Linked DNA regions of Gossypium arboreum: region 1 is linked to region 2. A link is a contact called in public Hi-C data. All regions are on one chromosome and are shown on one strand. The core of a region is the stretch at or near the end of the contact, and the rest is flanking DNA. Distances in the headings are between cores, read along the strand shown. Region 1 holds the start of LOC108473386 (ubiquitin carboxyl-terminal hydrolase 16-like). Region 2 has its middle 40 kb from the start of LOC108475883.

Region 1 (2,700 bases), core at 160-2,659, 220 kb before region 2:
ATGAACCACATTTTTAATGATTCGCAAATGTAGTTAGTGAACATACAAAACCTCAACTCTTAGATTAAAAAGAACCCCTAAACTGCAGACAAAAAAGGCACAAAGGAAAAGGTTATTTTCAAGAGGAATTGTTTTTCTAATATCCTGTCTTTGTAACCTAGAGATAGGAGGCTCAAACATGTAATTTACAAACCAAAACATTTTCAGAAAATCAGCATAAACATCCACCAAAAAATTGCAGCATTTAAGACCAACTCCAAACTTCCCATCAATGATAGATTGTGGATGTTGGGTTTAAAATTAATTTTCACAAAGTCTTCTAAATTGCTTCGTTGCTCACTACATAAACACTTACACGACTACCGTACATTCACACATGTTAAAGCGTATTTAAACTAGACCCACACTCGCCCTGCGCTACTTGAAGCACTTATCTAATCAAATATTTTTTCGATTACATACTCTTTAAGACAGTATTGTCAGATAAAAGAATCAAATTTATCTCAAATACATTTGAAACAAAATCGCCTAAACAAAAAGAAATCTCAATAATTATAAATAAATTAGAACAATAACACGAAATTAACAAGCTAACGTACCAATATCGAACCCCTTTACAGCGAGCGCACCGCGTGGTAGTAGGACAATAACAAACAGCACACTGGTGATAGTTCCGCGAAATAGAAACCGTACCGTATTCAATAGTCGCTTCAAGCTCGACTCTAGCCGCCTCCTCAGAGGCCAAAATCAAGAGCCTCTTTATCTCCGCTTGCCTTGCTACAGAAAACTGCCATTTCCGCCTTACGAAAAAGCCGATCAAAGGAAGGAGCAGGGAGAGCACGAGCACCAGGCTCGGAAACCCTAAATCCCAAATAAAAAGCATTTATCCTGCAGCCAATACCAATAGGCATCCAAAGTAGTCGGCAAATCCTACTCTCCAAATCTCAGCACTAGACATAGATTCCAACGACGTACCCGTCTTGATCGCTTTCGCGATGGAACAAACTCCGGCCGTCGAACATGCAACCGTAGCCGTTGGTGTGGACTGAAACAAGACGGTTGAAGTGCACCGTGATCTCGAAAAATAGAATAATTTTATATTTTATAAAAAATAAAAATAAAATAAACAAATCTAAAAGGGGGTGGCAGTGGGAGAAGAATGTCGATCTTGCTTGGGTTAGCAAAAAGGTGAAAGTTTAAGCTTCTTGTTGAGCTCGGAGGATTTTCAGACAATAAATTTTTCCCTTTTTTAGATCGAGATTTTTACAGGGAGAAAGGGAAATAAAAGGAAAATAATATTAAAAAGGGACATTAACTTAGCAAAATAAATATTAAAATATGTTATTAAAAAGGGAAAATTGATGGTCGAGGGGGAAAGGAATTTTGTCTTCAGGTATCGAGAAGCGTGAATTCTTTGGCCATCAAATATTCGAACCAGGGTGGGGGCCACGGGTTGAACCGGCTAACTTCCGGTCTTTTTCATTATTTATTAGCGGGGGTTGTTTTTGATTTGGTAATGGATACTGCGTTTGGACGGTCACAGTAATACGAGGAATCGGACGGTAGAGATTTGTTTTTGATTTGGTGGAGGCCGGAATCTGATGATGATGGTTCACTTACCATAATAATTATTCCTTTTCCAGTCTTTGAGTTTTCCCTCCGCTGGAAATAAACCATTCCAGAAGTAATTGCTTTATTTAAACTATTATTATTTTATTTAAATAAAATTATAAATTTATTTAATGAATATGCCCGAATTAACCTTCGCATTTGAATTTCTTCGACTAGAAAATGTTTCCCATGTCTACCGTCACATCATTAATTCATGATCAATTTTCTTTGTTTACATTAATTGAATAGCAAATAAAATGGTGAAAAGTTAATTTATTTGATTCTTTAATTTTTTAAAATTATTTTTATTTATTTTTATTTTAAAATTTATGTCAATTGTGAAATTATTTTAAAATAAATAGAAAAATTAATTTTGTTAATTTTATCGATATGGCATAAATATAGATTACCCTACGAATATCATGTCATCAATTAATTAATTTTTAAAATTTAAAATATTATAAAATTTATTAAAAATATAAGAGTTATTAAAATTATTAAAAAGTATATAGTTTTTAATTTTAAAAATTAATTAATTTACATGCGGACTGTCACATCAACAAAGTTAATGAATGTTATTTTTTTATCCATTTTAATTTAACAAATAATACAAGTTTATGACTTAAAAGAAAAAATTATTAAATGAAAAACTAAAATAATTTTTTTACAAAGTTGAAGGCTTAAAAATCATTATATCTAAAAATTTGCTCTTTAAACTACTTTTACCTTTACATTTTATAAAGAAAATGATACTTTTAAATCAATAATTTTAAATAGTGTAACGATAAAAATAAAGTAATTTTAAATAGTGTAATATATTGATATAAAAATATATATATAGCAATTTTAAATTTTATATAATATAAACTATTAATTGATATTCCAAATTTTATTGCGACTTTTATCTGTACGAAGTTATGATTTTCCTGAATTGGATTACGTTTTCCATAATGTTATTCATAATTATGATAAATAAAACCAAAATTTGATATATTTTATTATTTAAGTCATTTTTGTAATACATGGGTCATAATACATTTGCAAATTTGGTGGTTAGTTTGTTGGAAAATGACATTGTTGTGAAATAGA
Region 2 (2,700 bases), core at 131-2,630:
ATTTTGTAACCTAGCCACTGGAATGGCTAGTAATGGTTCATTTTGGTATGACTAGGTAGATTATTATGATATATATATACACATGTGTTATGTTAAGAATATGTGATAAATGTTGTGAATGCCTAAGTTAAACTAAGGTAAGGTTGTGATCATGTATGCTTGTAGTGATATGCCTTGTGAATGATAAGATTTGCTCAAGTTGAATGCTTAGATTGGTTGGTATTGAATGTGTGTTTCAAGTGCAGGTCTTGGGTGAAATTTTGGGTTAGAAACGAAGCTAGAAATGGCTTCATTTTGTCCACACAGACTGACACACGGGCGTGTGTCTAGACCGTGTGTGACACACGGCCTGGTAACATAGGCATATGGTTAGGCCGTGTGTCCCCTGCACCTTAATTTTGAGAAACAGAATGCTCAGAATTAAGCACACGAGCAAAGACATGGGCGCGTGTCTCAGTCGTGTGTGCCACACGGCCTAGAACACGGGCATGTGTATTGGCCATGTGAAACCTGGACCTAATTTCGAATTGAATTAATTAACCACACGGCCTAGCATAGGGGCGTGTGACATGGCCGTGTGCACAAGTTAGAGAGTTACATAGGGTCGAACACGGCCTCTAACACGGGCGTGTCCCAGGGTCACACAGGCGTGTCCCTTAGACCACATGGGCGTGTGAGCCCTGCACCTTGGAAAAATTTTGAAAAGTCGCAAAAAATTCTTAAAGTTCTCGATTAAGTCGATACTCGATTCTAATGCTCGTATTGGGCTTTGAAGGCCCAATTAAGGGACGTTTGAATGTTCTCGAATAATGAATAGTAACTTACATGAATTATTTGTAAAATGTTTTGAATGTTCCGGTAATACTCCTAAACGCTGTTCCGACGACGGATACGGGTTAGAAGTATTACACTGCTACTGTATTATATTACATTATCATTATTACTGACATATTAATTCTAATATAAGATTTTCTTACAACCATAACTATAATTTGATTTAAAAGCCTAATACAATCATAAAAAGTTTGATTTTTTTATGAAGAGGTTGTTTTAAAATTAAATTAAATTAAATTAAATCAATTGATATAATTGATTATAAGTATTAGGATAGTAAAATAATATTTACTAAAAGTAATACAAATTATATATGTATTTGTGCTATAAGCAATAAAATATATGTTTGAAATTTTTTTATTAGAGCTAACAACGTTATCTTTTATAAAAAAATTAAGAAAAAAAATATAAAAAGATTTCCTAAAAGAAGCTGGGGAATTTATACTAGTTGAGTATAAAAGAGAATAGGAGGCCCAGATTGGGAGGAAACCGAATCTAGGAGTGGTGAACTTAATTGGGTTAGATAAAACGAGTTTATCCTTAGCCATAGGGCTTCACATTTCAGTCTTCTCTGTCCGTGGCTGATTTGCTTGTACTAGAGTGGGCTTTTAGTAAGGGACGAAGTCTGGAATTTTTTTAGGGTTAAAATCAAATTTAATTTTTACTATAATAAAATATAATTTTATTATTTTAATAATTTATATTTTTATAGTTTTTAAAAAATTAAATTAATTTTTTTATAAATTTTAGGATGTCAAAATGTAATTTTTATTAATTAAATTTTTAAAGGATTTTAAATAAAAAATTTTATTTTAGGAGGACTGAATCCTACCAACCCCTAATTACACTTTTTTTTTTTTTAACTTTTTCTCACAACTTTTATTTTCTTCCATTGTAAATTCCCTGCGGATTGGCTTTCATTCAAAGTCCTTGTATCAGCTATTACTTATATTCTATGTTGCTCAATCCTTCAATTTTGTTGAACTACTCATTTACCATACTTGTGTATATGGGAATGTTATCTTTCAAACCTAGCCATACCCATACCCATACCCGCATCTGAGTCAGAATAATGTAACTCTATATCATGTTCTGTTTATAATAATAACCTTAAAAAGCCATATTGTATTTAACTTTCCTTCCCAGCTGTTTCTTGCCCTTTTGGGTTTATTTCCTTGTATGTTTTTAACTAATAAGGAATGAGGCATGATGTTTTGAGGTACAATATTGTATTTGATTTACCTTATGTTATTGTGTTGTTATTTTGGCCAAACGATATGTTGTTTGAAGTTCTAAGAAAATACCAAGTGGTTAGAAAAAATGAAAGGTTTTTTTAAATATTTAGAATGAATTCAAATTTTCAAGTTATTAAAATGATACAACTTTCTTTAAATATTATTAATTAAGATTATTCTCAAATTATAAAATGAATAAAGATTATAAAAATTATTTTTATGAACATGAACCTTCGTGTTTTGAATATTTATAAACATTATCTCTAGAATGGAAGGAAAGAAAAGAAAAGAAAAGTTAGATTCCTTGTGGCAAATATATTAGTTACAAAAGATTATTATATACTTTATGTTATTTTCTTATATTTTCGTCTATTCGTGCGTAGTACGAATTTTTAATTTTAATTTTAATTATTTTTCATATTATATTTATATCGTATAACCGTATAGTTATTAAATCTAACCATACGTAAAATGAATATCAACGAAAATGTTAAATGGGTCTGAGTGAAGTATCATGAAATTCGTGAAGCCAGTAAGGATATAAGATAAGATGGTTGTGAAGCAGCTAAGAAAAAATAATGGAGAATCCAAGAAAATGTTACTTTTGAAATTTGACTCGTCGTGTACAAAT

The links. Hi-C and Micro-C count contacts between places; a contact is called where the count stands out from the background.
Region 1: a Hi-C map of leaf shows a contact between it and region 2, with 4 times the contacts expected there. The contact joins the promoter of LOC108473386 here to the enhancer-like site in region 2. A contact is called at or near these places in 2 of 5 Hi-C or Micro-C datasets (both in leaf).

The regions. Positions count from the first base shown.
Region 1 is chr3:119,425,974-119,428,673 of ASM2569848v2, reverse strand. LOC108473386 (ubiquitin carboxyl-terminal hydrolase 16-like) reads right to left here and starts at 1,409. Exons shown (of 12, transcript XM_053025828.1): 1 at 976-1,409; 2 at 600-888. The coding sequence starts at 883.
Region 2 is chr3:119,208,406-119,211,105 of ASM2569848v2, reverse strand. No RefSeq gene overlaps it. Among protein-coding and RNA genes, the nearest start is that of LOC108475883, 40 kb to the right of the region's middle. Within about 2 kb of position 1,380, at least 1 of the 2 cell types and tissues checked has an H3K27ac peak or open chromatin away from gene starts, as enhancers often do. A contact at or near this core is called in leaf, where this site is marked.